2 separate regions of the Zea mays genome follow, and region 2 is linked to region 1. The links are chromatin contacts, called in public Hi-C maps. All regions are on one chromosome and are shown on one strand. Each heading gives the region's core, a stretch centred on a gene start, on an enhancer-like site or on the middle of the called end of the contact. The rest is flanking DNA. Distances are from core to core; before and after follow the strand shown.

What was found. A called contact is a pair of places that touch in the nucleus more often than the background predicts.
Region 2: a contact with region 1 is called in a Hi-C map of ear, with 2.1 times the contacts expected there. The contact joins the promoter of LOC100281723 here to the promoter of LOC103627492 in region 1. A contact is called at or near these places in 4 of 25 Hi-C or Micro-C datasets (ear, endosperm, leaf and 1 more).

The regions. Positions count from the first base shown.
Region 1 is chr5:195,069,598-195,075,774 of Zm-B73-REFERENCE-NAM-5.0, reverse strand. It overlaps LOC103627492, which reads right to left and starts at 3,666. Exons shown (of 2, transcript XM_008647783.3): 1 at 3,191-3,666; 2 at 2,706-3,057. The coding sequence starts at 3,516. The coding sequence ends at 2,955. It overlaps LOC100274345, which reads left to right and starts at 5,130. Exons shown (of 9, transcript NM_001148705.1): 1 at 5,130-5,503; 2 at 5,642-5,751. The coding sequence starts at 5,419.
Region 2 is chr5:195,422,591-195,429,376 of Zm-B73-REFERENCE-NAM-5.0, reverse strand. It overlaps LOC100281723 (triacylglycerol lipase like protein), which reads right to left and starts at 5,117. Exons shown (of 1, transcript NM_001154643.2): 1 at 3,098-5,117. The coding sequence starts at 4,975. The coding sequence ends at 3,332. It overlaps LOC100193367, which reads right to left and starts at 1,703. Exons shown (of 8, transcript NM_001294165.2): 1 at 1,458-1,703; 2 at 1,174-1,343; 3 at 1-38. The coding sequence starts at 1,626.

The sequences.
Region 1 (6,177 bases), core at 2,417-4,916:
AGACAAACCCACAAGGACAAATAGGAGGAGGAGAGCCGACGAGGACCAGGAGACCAGAGCCCCGTCAAGCCAAGACTTAGTTAGAATTGCACCTTGTAGCTTATAAGCTCCACTTCCACCCCGATAAGAGATACGAGAGCCTCTCTTCCCTCCCTCGGCTGCTTGTTACCCCTACTACAAGTTTGATCAACAATGGTGCTGCTAGCGCAAGCCACCGATGACTGAAAGTAGGGATATTTTGTCCGAACCAGTATAAATCTTATGCCCTCCGCGCACACCCTCCGGAGCTCAAAACGCGTATAATAAATTTACTTTGGAGCGAGATACAAAACACCAACACTACTGGTTTTAGGAGTTTTTTTTTGGCAGTACACCGCTTTAAAAAATGATGTTTGGTGAGCTCTTTTCTTTAATAGAAAAGCCAGAGCCGGAAGGCTACCAAACGGGCTCTTAGCTGTTCCATAGCGTCTCTGGCTATCTGGTGTTAACAGCCGGTTACGCTGCCTCCACCAGTAACCAGTAGTCCAGCACCAAGAAGGCACTGAAGTCGAACGAACTAGAGGGCTGAGGGCTCTGGAATTACAGGAGGGGAAGCTCAACGAAAGACGGAGGGAGGGAGACGGCAGAAGATGGAGGGGGCAGTTCGGTTCTGTTTCCCAGTAATTGACGGATCGGTTCTTTTTGTACTAAAACAAAAAAGTTGCCGAGGCCCATGGACCATAGAGTTGGCGGCCCAACATCTGCCTGAGTGACTGCACAATATATAGACATGCTCAGGGGCAGCTTCAGTCAGGACTTGGAGATCGCTGCACGCTGACGCTGCTCCATTTTCGTGGATCCCGACTGTCCACCGATCCAGCGGTGGTATCTCCACTGCACCAGCTCCAGTCCAGGGTGCCTGGGATTTGAAATGGTTCTCTCTGATCGCTAAGCACGAACCGATACGTCGGTGGCATGCATGCATGGAGGAGGGAAAAAAAGGAAGCGCTTCGCCGCTTCCCACGCGGCCACGCCTCGGGGAGAACAGTGACCCGGTGCCGTGGTGCGCTGCACTTGCACACGTACTGCGGCCACACCTAGGCGGGCGCATCTGCCTTGCATGTGCGATGCTGTCTGTGCCCTAGATGACTCAGCCGGTAGCGAGAATCTTTCGGAACACACGTTGCGGAGCGAGCGCACTCTATCGAAATATAATAATAATAATGTATATATCGATCGAGATGTAGGTGTGGTCAACATCGATATGTGACCTAACCTAGGCCTGCGAATCAAAGCTCCTCCGTTCGGTAGAGATTTACGTTTACCCGGTTCCGTGGCCAGTGAAGTAAGAATTATTGGAGTCGTGACCACGACGCAGCGACGACAGCTTCGCTAGAATCAGCGACACATATGTAATAACTAGTAGACTTTTTATGCGCAAAAGATTTATAGTAGTAAAGATTCAAAGTAGCCACATTTCCTTGTCGTTACGGGCTACAGTCCTCCGATCCATCCAAATATGCCGCTCCAAGCACACAAAGCCCATACTACTCGAAGCACGGGGCCCTCTGACCCGAACATGCCGTTCCAGCAGCTTGCCTGCCAGCCCCGGCGCACCGGCACTCCGATCCGGGCAGACGTACGCATCATCACATCCCAATCCCGTCCCGTCCCATGCCCCCCAGGCACCGGCCCGACACGCCGGTCGGTCGCGGCGACCTCACACAAAGGCTGCGCCCTCCCGCGCGGGCGCCCTCGCTCTCGCCACACGAGGCGTACCGCGCCGCGACACCGACCATCCGATCCGCGCTCACCGCATGTGGGCGCCCCCGCCCCCCGCCCGATCCATCGTTTTCCGCCTCCCGCGATGGGAGCGGCTGCCGTGGAAAGTGGGGGTAGCAGGAGCCCAGGGCGGCGGTGTCGGCCCGTGATTCGGTGATCCCCCACACGCGGCGAGGGCGAGCCGAGCCGAGCGAGACGCCTTTTTCCCGGCTGGGGAGCTTTGCTCGGCGGTGCATCCCGGTGGTTTAGGAGAGATTTGACATTATGAAACAGGACGGGTGCGGTTTCGACGAAATAGAGGCTCAGGCGGGGGTTTCTCCGTTATAGAAAAGCTGGGCATAGCCAACACTCTAAAATGGACATGACTATTCTATTAACAGGTTCAGAGCAGTATTAGTCTCGTTGAAACCAGGTTCCGTCCCCAGCGCCGTCGCCGTCAGTTCTCCATGGCTAGGTCTCCTCCATACCCGTCGCGTTCTCCTCCATACCCGTCCGAATGAAGGACGCCGCTGTGCGGACGGGTAAGCCGCCGGAAGCGCGCCAGCTGAGCTGCCGAATGCGCCCTCGGCGATCATAATCACGACGGCGACGAGGCTCATCTTGGCCGCCAGCCTGGACACGAAGTACCCGCGGACGAAGCGCCGAGGGCGGCTACCGGCAGGCCTTCGAGCCCGTTCTTGGCGGCCCAGGACCGGATCACCCGCCTGGCGACGTCGACCTCCTTCCCCGGCGACTAGCACTCCCCGGCGCTCGCAACGGCCAGCACGGCGAACCGCCTCCGCAGCGCGCGGTCCGTGATGGCGACGTCCTCTGGCAGGCCGACGCACCCCGGGCAGCGCGGGGACGGCGGCCAGAAGTTCTCCGGGCGGCAGCGGCAGCCGTGGGCGACGAAGAGAAACGCCCTGGCCGGCCCCGCAGCGGGTAGCTCCCAGATGGCGCGCGCTCTCTCCATGGCCCGCCACCTCCTGCCGCCTGCTCCACCTCCCGGCGCTCCTCGACGGCGTCGAGCTCGCGCAGCGCGCCCGCGCCCTCCTCTCCGACATCGCGCGCCGCCACATGGAGCTGGACACGGTCGTGTTTGTTATTTGCTGTACATCAGGCACGGAGCTTCAGAATGCTTCTTGTAACCCTGGGATCTACTCAACGTGTTTGTTATTGATCAAGAAACTCCCTTGCCTTTCCGCGCTGGGAGATCAATACCGATCTGACTGAGTAACTATAGCCTCGACCCGATCTATCGATGCATGCAACTTTCTATAGTTCATACTGAAGGCTGGTTCTCCTGCGCCAACAGCCCTGTGTAGAGCAAATATGTCGATCATAGTGTTCGTGAGTTCAAATTGTTCTCAGGAACTAGGATCTTTGCTCGAATGCTTATAATAATTATAAGTAATTTATTTAAGTAGCGTTAGTGCTGATTCAGACTTACCCATGAATCTCAGGAAGCACATACTCTGCTTTCCATCCAATCCTCAAATCAAACCATGGGAACAAGCTGAGTTTTGATGAGGGCGCAGCGGCCGAGCGCCTTGACGTCGCCGATGCGATTGAGGACGTCGAGCAACACTGCGTCGTGGAGCCGCTCGAACTGGTCGGCGGACTCGGCCTCGCCGCACGGGCACTCCTCCTGCTGCTGCCGCGCCGCCTCCATCCCACGGAGGTTGCAAGCAGCCAGGCACACATATCGGGATCGGGGAGAGGAGCGCGCGTGCTCGTGCTCCCGCCACCTCCTGGCTCGCCGCCGTCCGCGGCCATCTCGCCGTCCGAGTCCGGCACCGCGGCCCCCTGGGGATGACGGCGCTGAAGACGGCAGCCGAGCGGAGGAGACTTATTCTCACGGCGGGAGATTAATTAGTGTCCATAACAACTAATGGGATTTTTATGTCCATATCAGCGCTTGGCCGTCCTCTGCGTCTTCAAATTGTCGAAGCCCTTCCCTATGCCTCCATTTCGTCGAAACCAACTCTGTCGTGTTCCATAATGACAATAATCTCGGTGGTTTAGACGTGGTTAGTTCTGACCACTGTACGTGCTGGGGCGTGTACTACGTGCCTTCGTCTTTCGATCGCTACCTGCTCGCGTGTAGTATGAAAAATGTGCCGACGAATTAATGCAAAAATACTCCGTACTAGTTTTTAAAAAGGAGATGGGCGCTTTAAGCGTAGTCTCAACTGTCGCACATCAAATGATTAGCGTGACGACGAATTCGCTGCCTTTTGAAGAAAACAAAGTGGGTGGGATTAGGTCCTACAGGTCCACTGAGGGACGGGTGTTGAACTGGTAGTGGTAGTTGCATCGCATGCTGGACCACACCGTCGTGCTGCCTCAACGGTGCGTGGTAGAGCGGGCCTGTTCGTTTATCCAGAATTCCTCCAAATTCGTTCTAGCTGATAAAGCTGGAGTATATAAATTAGACAAGCAATTTGCTTAAGATTCGTTGGAACATGCCCTAAGAGAAGAAAAAAGAAAGAAAAGCCATCGGCAACTCCAGAAAATGACAGCTCAAGCGATCCGACAGTACAGTCTGCTTCCCTTGATCTTTCATGACGCTCTCGGGTGGTTCAACAGAAACAGATTACCCACCAACGAAAATGTTCTCCATAATTGGGTTAGACAATGCATGCGTGCTGAAAATAAAATCGAGCCGCCTGCATGCCTCTAAAAAAAAGAACTTGACGGCAGCAGGAGTATGTGTAGCGCCGAGACTTGTACTGTATAAGTCTATATAGTTCTAAAACAAAACAAAAGTAGTTATTATATATATTTGTGCCCAGTCCAAAGTTATAACACGGTTATTGAGAGCCGATTCTTTTTAATATACTCGATAGTTTCAGCTTTAAATTTCATGGAGCTAGGCTGGAACCCGTGATGCCTCCCTCAGTGACCTACATTAACACGAAAACACGCTGACCTACTCCTCCAAACATGCCGATCCACTCCTACAACCTAGATTACCGGAACGTCCAATAAAAATGAAAATTTTAGTTTTGCTAAGGCAAACCGCCTTAATTCTACCAGAAACAAGTAAAAAAGTATATTAGGATTTTTATAGTACATATCGTTAAATCCGTAAATATTGAATTTGGAGGAATTAAGGGCAGGCGAAAGAGAATATATGCCCCCCCCCCAAATTAAAGGAATAAAATGGGAGGGTATAGTTTAATTAAAATATAGTAAAGAGAAAAGGCCTCGGGGGAAAAAATAAAAAGGAGAGAAGAAAAGCGAACCGAGCAAGCAAAGGCAAAGCCGGAAGCATTTCCCTATATTGATTGATTTATCCAAAGCAGCAGCGGCAGGAGCACTGCACCGTCCAGCACACACCAGCATTGTCCTGAGGCCTGAGCAGCGCTGCGCCGCCCAACCAGAACGACGAAGCGGAGCCAGCGCCAACGAACCAACTAACCAACGGACGGAAGTGGCGAGGCAAGGCCGCCGCGAAGCCGAGCAATAGCCCCCCTCCTCTACCCGTTCCTCTCCTGCCTTCTCGGGATCTGCCCGCCCGCCTTGTGCCCCCGCGGTTGGAGCTCCGGCTGCACGACACCATGAGCCCCCGCGCGTAGAGGCTGGGAGAGAGGGAGCGGGGAACAAAGTTAGGCACCAACAAAGTTAAGTGGGGAGGCCAGAGCTGGCCAGCTGGGTCGCTGTTCTACCAGAGGGATGGACGGGAGCGCCGGCTCCTTCGTCGCCGTCCGCCGGCTCTCTGGCTCCGACCGCGCCGCCGCCTTCCACCACTCCTCTTCGGGTGCCTCGCCTCGCCTCGCCTCCGATTTGGATAGTTCCTCGTTTGTTTTCTTACATAGCGGCTGTTGTTGCTCCCGCCTCACGCCACGGGACGATGCTTATGGTTATGGTCTGTGCTGTCCCTACGCTGTTGCTGCAGCGGAGGTCGTGACGGGGTCGACGGCGTGGATCGGGAGGGGGCTCTCCTGCGTCTGCGCGCAGAGGAGGGACAGCGATGCGCGCCTTTCCTTCGATTTGACGCCTGTGCAGGTGAGATTCGTCTATTTCTTTACGATTTCATTGCCAAGTGTTCTTCTGCGGATTCTCGACCCTGCCAATGAAATTTGTAATATCTCACTGTTTAGCCCCCCTGATTTCATTCTCAGCTTCAGACCCTACTCTGAATCTCGCATTGCTTCTGCACCACCTGCGTCAAAATTGCTCTGACTCTCTGTTAATTCACTTCAGTGCCTTTTTAACTGGAGTAAGTTGTTTATTAATTTGGTGAATTATCATGTCAACGAAATTTGAGACACCTCACTGTTTAGCCCCCCCCCCCCCCCCCCCCCCCGAATTTATTCTAAACTTCAGACTCTCCTCTGGATCTCGCATTGCTTCTGCACCACCTGCGTCAAAATTGCTCTGACTCTGTTAATTCACTTCAGTGCCTTTTTAACTGAAGTAATTTGTTTATCA
Region 2 (6,786 bases), core at 3,868-6,367, 350 kb before region 1:
TACCCCCCAACGTCAGAAGAACTCATTAGCCTCCTTTCCTGCTAACAATAGTATTGCTCTGAGATGCGGCCCTTGTCATTTCATTAGCCACTATACAATGAATATGATGTTTTTTATTCTTGAACTGATATAAAGGTCAAAACAAGGACAGAAACAAGGAGGCAAGTATTACTGTATTAATTATGAATTTATGATATGTCAAACAAATTGGTTGAGAAATCAATGTCACAGCGGAGTGTGCAAAAATGATCCTTTTAGCAGTACTCTGATGTCACTACTCACTACATAATAAAGGCTTACAGCACACTTTATAGCTGCTAATAGAAAAGATAATATGCTACAAATTATTAATTCTCAAAGATAAAAAAAAGCGTCCAACCTGAGTTTGGTGGGACTGTGGGACGTGTCCCTGATTAAATTGTAAGGAACATAATGTTTCAGAAAAATAGGAAATAATCAGAATCATAGAAGCAATTAGTCACTGTTAAAAGTTAAGAGTTTCAGAAATAGAACAGCCATCAAAGAAACAAATAAGTAAATATTTCTAGATTAATCTCCATTGGTTCCTGATATAAATTACTTTATTCAGTGCATACCAAAATTATATACAGTCAAATCTAGAGCAATCAGCCAATCACGCAATCAAATATGGAATAGTAGCATTTCAACATATATACGAGGTCATGGTTGTTCCTCTTTGAGCCACACACACTAGTCTCTACTAAACATAGACTCTATATTTTCTAGAGTTGTCCTTCAAGCATTCTTTACAAAAGAAATTGCCTATCGAAACATGTCCCATCATTTTGTCACACATACTTAGACGCACCTCAAGATACCTGACTCTTCTATGTGCTGGCTTTTTTAGCCACGAGTCTTTCTTTTCCGCACTCCACTTCACAGCACTCCAACCATTCCTTTTCCTTTTAACAATTGAATCTATGGCACACAATATTTCCGAACATCAATATCAGCATTACTCAAAGTTCACCAGTCTATTATGCTGATAGCATTGCACAACTGCTCTTTAATCATCAATAACTAATCTGGAATACGCACATGCACCTAAACCACTCTTGGTTGTCTTCTACTGAAATCGAAGTCATGTTCATTTTATTGTGTCCCAACATCCAAACGGCTAAGCCCATCTAAACCAAACTGCATAGTCCAGACCTTGAGATCGGCGCCTGCAGAGAAAGCCCCCGGCACGGAGCTCGCAACAAGGACGACCTTCGCCGTCGTGTCGGCCTGAATCTTCTCTATGGCGCTCCGCAGCATCCTCATCATATCCCAATTAATGGCGTTCTTGACTTCCGGCCGCTCCAGCCTCAGCTCTAAGATCCCTGAACGGGGTTCCAGGTCAAAGAATAATCAAAAGGAGGAATTTTTAGAGCAGCTGCCAAAACAATCAAAATTTTAAGAAACGACAGTGGCTTCTAGATGGCAGGTTCACAGACCGGAGTTGGGTGCCGGGTGCTTCTGCAGACGGACGGACTCCGGCTGGGCTAGGATTTGGAAGGTGCGAGCGAGTAGGGAGTTGTGGCCAGTGGTGGACACGGAGGGCGACGGAGCGTGCCGGCCCGCAAGGTAGCCGGAGGCGGTGAGGAGGCCTCGCGGACTGCGCATTGGGGACAGTCGGGGTCGGGAGAACGAGCTTTGGTGCCACTTGGTAGGACTCTGATGTGTGCCAACTGCGAAAGGACGTCTTTGAGCCCTGGCCGGTGGATGCATAATACACATATCTTTTTTATACTCTATACTTCATCGTAGTAAAAATCGTAATATTGTACGAGAATTTTACTAGTACAATCTGGTCAACTAGTCGCTATAGTCCAATTTAGTTTACTATTACGAGACGTTTGGATCCCTTCATTTTAAAGGAATTGAAATTCACTCAATAAAGTAACTTATTTAGTTTAGAATTTGGCATTCCATCACTTTCCAAAGTTCAGATATAAGTCTATCTCAAATTCATAGGGTAGAGGATAGGAAATAATTTTATGCATGAGTAGAATTTGTTTCTATTCTGTAACTTAGATGACACTCTTCGTTCTATTCATCTATAGTAAAAATGTAGCAAATAAATATATAGGACATCTTGCTAATAATAGTACACAAATATATTTTATATAAAAGCGAATTAACTTAATTAATATATGTCTAAATTACTATTATTAGAATGGAATTCAATTCTAGTGATCCAAACGGGGCGTTAGTTGTTTCGAAAAGTTTCGAAAAGGATGATTGCTAATAGTTTGTTTGAATATATTAGTACTAGAAATTAATAACTGAAATTTGTAGTAGTGATTTATAAATATGTCTGCTAATAAATCTATTTATTATTATACCTTGTTTGTCATGCTCTAACTTTAAACTCTAGGTAGCCAAACACATCAACTGCAACTTTTTTTGAGCAATCCAGTTCCATCGAGTTTCTCAATTTTAACAATGGTGAGCTTATCGATTTATCTTTCTATGGCTCTACGCAAATATGGGTCATTGGAAATAGTATATGTGTAATGGACGTCGATTTTATCTATGACTGCTCTAAAATCCATGATGGACTTCAACTGGACTAGACCTCCGTTAAGCGCTATAGCATACTCCCTTCAGTTCCAAATTACAAGTAGTTTAGGACAGTAACACGGTGTCTAAAATATAGTTTTTATCATTTTTTGTTAACATACACATGAACTATTAATATATTTATATTTTTGTATAAGTACTTTTTAATATAAATTGGTACATATGACTATTAGATTTTAAAACTAAATAATAAAACGGTTATTTGGAGTCAAAATTTTATAAGTTTAATTCAAATCTTGTTTAAAACGACTTCTAATTCGGAACTGAAGGAAATATATGAGTTAGACGTCCACGTTGGTTCTTTACATCCCCATGGGCTTGCCTTCCTTATCTTCTCGGCTTTATTATATTTTTTCTTCTCTCAAAAAGTTTCTTCCCTGTATAAACTAGTTGTAAACTTACAGCTTACTTCCTCTTCTTTTTTTCACATCAGCATTCCGAAGAGTTGAAAAAATCCAACTTATGGAGTAGGCGGTCTCTCTCGGAAAGAAACAATGGGGCACCCGTCAAAGAACACATCAAGACACGCTTTCACTTATTGATTGGGCTGCGCACGCACTTGCGCTTGCGGCTTGCCTGTTTTTTTTTTTTGGTCCTGTACATGCATCGATGTCAAAACGAAACGAAACGGAAGACGGGAGATCTTTCCCGGATCGCACCGGCAACTAACGAAAGAATTCTTCTTTCCCTCCTACAAAATTTACATGACGGTCCACCGAAGGAGACGTAATAATAATTTGATCCCTCACGAGGGGCTGGCGACGGCGCAGTTCCCGTACGCCATGCTCCGGCTGACGTCCGCCGGCGCGGCGGGGTCGACGCCGAGCTCGCGCGCCCGGTTCACGTACTCCTTCTTGACGTTGCCCCTCTGCAGCTGCAGGAGGCGGATGACGCTGCGGCGCGCGTCGTGCCGAAACGGGCGCCCCGTCCCGGTGAAGCCGTCGATGAGGTGCAGGTACGCCTCCAGGTCGTGGCGGCAGGCGGGCCCCGCATCCGGGCGGAGGCACGGCGAGTTCTTGCTGTCGATCCGGAGCTCCGCGCCCACGTGCTGGTACTGCTCCTTCTTGTTGGGCAGCCGCGGCGCCACCCCGGGCACCTTGGTGACCACGTCGCCGGCGTTGACGATGCGGAGGACGTTGACCTTGCCGCTGCTGGCGAGCCTATCGACGAACGCGGCGTTGCCCACCTTGGGGCCCCCGAAGGAGACGACGGCGACGGGGGGCGCGTCGGGGATGGAGGTGGCGACCTCGTCGGCCACGAGGAGCGCCAGGGCGGCGCCGAGGCTGTGGCCGACGACCGTGATGCTGAGCTCCTCGCCCTTGTACTTGTCCATGAGGCGGCGCACCTCGTCCATGACCTCCTCGGACAGGCTCCTGACTTTGTCCCCGGCCGTCTTGTAGAGGCTGAGGAAGCCCCGCGCCACCTTGGGCTCTGGCTCCGGCGGCGGCGTGTCGGCGCCGTCGCTGCTGTCGCCGCCGTCGAGGGGCACGAGCGAGGCGCGGAGGTTCTCGGCCCACTCGAGGCAGGTGGCGGTGCCGCGCAGCACGATGGCGATGTCGCGGCGGCCCATGCGGGCGACCTCCCGCTCCGACTCGCAGACGGCGACGTAGCCGACCCAGTTGGACTGCTGCGTGAGCCACTCGGGCGTGTTGGGGCGCTTGGCCCACGGCGGCATGGACAGCGCGGAGGTGGCGAAGAGGCTGCGCGTGGGGCGGTAGGAGCGGTCGGGGAGCATGAGGCCGCGGTGCCTCGCCGACGCGGTGGGCAGCGAGTGGAAGGCCTGGTACGCGGCCTGCACGAAGTCGCCGTAGCGGAGGAGCTCGCGGCGGAGGTCGGAGTCCAGCGGGTCGAGCAGGCCCTCCCAGCCGCCCTCCCCGTGGAGGCTGCGCCAGCGCGGCGCGATGGTGCACCGCGGGGAGGCCCGCGGGGAGTCGGCGGAGAGGAGCTGCTGCATGTGCATGAGGCTGCGCGGCGACATGTGCTCGTCGGCGGCCGTCCGCGCCCGCATCCCGGGCATGGGCACGAAGAAGGAGAGGTTGAGCGCGTTGAGCAGGCCGTGCCGGACGTTGAGCGGCTCCTGCTCGCCGTCCTGGCCCTGGCCCTGGCCCTGCCTGCTCGCGGCGGCGTGGCTCGCGGGCCTCGGCACCTGCGGCGGCTTCCCGAGCACCTTGTCAAGGTTGGCGATGTGAGCCCTGGCGCCGTCCGGGGCCGCGGAAGACCCGCCGCCGCCGGGGCTGGCCGAGCGGAGCGCCTGCGCCGGCGCGTTGGGGTTGAGCGGCGACGGCTCCCTGCGCGGCGCGGCGCGCGGCTGGACCGCGGGGCTGGCGTGGCGCGGCGCGACGTGCACTGGCGCGGACGTGGGCGCGGTCACCGCGGCTGCAATTGTCATCGGGGTTCTTGTTGTTCCTCCTCCGTCGGTGGCGATGTACTTGTGGTGTCCCCTGTGTGTAGACTTGTTAGTTGTTACTGGGAAGGAGGAGCCCCGAGCAGAGGGCAGAGCTAGCTAGCTTCCGAAATGTGAGGTGACACGGCGGGCGACGGGTTTTTATAACCGGGGTGGAGGATGGGAAGCGGCCACGGCGGAGGGTGATTTATTTAATGGAGTGGTTGCCACTAGCGAGCGATTGGGACGTGGCGATTCCATGGCCCCGAGGGAGGCACAGACACGCGAGACAAGGTCGCAACTCGCGCGGGAAGCCCTGCTCTGCTGGTCAGGGCGCGGCACCTGCCGCCGATCCTCCCGATTCCCGAACTGACTCTGCCTCTGGCTGCCAGCTGCCTGCCGACTAGTCCACGACCCTGACACTGACAGCCAGCCAGCCGCGGCAAGCTAGCTACACGCCTACGCGGTGCGCGGCGCGGGCCGGGCGGGTGCCTTGGACTTTGCCGCCGCCTTGACTCGGCGAGCGAGTTCCGTCAGCTCCATGCATGCGCGAGCAGGAGCAGATAAAATGTTTAGTATTCGCCGAGGAGAGCGCGTGTCCACATGGCGGTGCGCACCCAAAGTCGCGTACGGTATCTGGTCCGGGTCCGGTCTCGGTAAAATGTTTAGAGCTAGCGGAGGACCGCGCGTGGGCCTGGATTCACACACACACACACGCATCCGGGGGTCCGTCCGTTCTCCGATGCAAGCAGCGTTGACTCTCTAATCGCAGTGCAGCTAGGTAGGAACAGGAAGGCAGGCAGCTAATCGGCTTGTCAGGTCAAACCACCGTGTTTGTCCCAGCTACCAGTAGCAAGCCTCCGGCTTTGTTCCCGGATCGACGACGTGATGGCCCGATCAGATCTAGCTCTCCCATCCGCCGCAGACACGCATGTTCGAGCAATCCTTAAACGTCCGTACCGATCGTTTCGCGTAATAAACAAATCGTGTCCATATAATAAGAACAAGTCGGTCTGGTCCTAGCTACCTTGGTTTAGACGAACGTCAAAGGATTCAAAAGAAATCCAAATCCTTGCTAGGAGGAGGAGGAGTTGGTTGCCAAGTTTTATTAGTTTTCCGTATGTACGTCCGCGGACGGACCGGGGGGCGTGCCGGTCGTTGGCCCAGGATACGCTTTGAAACGCAACCGCACTATAGTTTGAACTGGGATACGATTAGGAGGAGGTCAGTCAGATACTCAGATCCATCCAACTCTCGCTAATTAACCGCCTCGTGTGGTATGGTATGGCCATGGCCCATGGGACGGACGCAGGGCATTGGCATGTGCTGCGGTCCTACTTTGGCGGTCCAATCCAGTCGGTTTCCGCGCTTTGGCGGCTCGCCTTTTTATCCGTTCGTTGCAGACAGCGCTGCTGCTGCTGTAGTGAAAGACGTTTTCAGCAGGAGCTGCTTTTCCAATTGTTTCCCGTTTCTTTTTTTCCCTGTCTCCCTCTCTCTTTCGTAAAAGAACCTTTTTTCTATTAGAAAAACAATAAAACCAAACAAACATGGTGCTCGTGGCGTGGTTGCGACTCCTTTTTTTTTTCAAGTTAGGCAGCGGTTCAATAACCTGACCCTGAGAGTGGATCTGCGAAGCGCGAATCACCTTCGTCTTATTTGACGCACGGGAGGTCGAGACGAGGAGAAGCAGCAGAGGCGCATGCGCGTGGGCAAGTGACCTGACGCGCGCGCACTCCGAGCGCCGAAATGTCAATGGACCAAGCATGTGTGATTATTTTTATCCAGGTACTAGAGGCGTGTGATCAAATGGTGCCCGG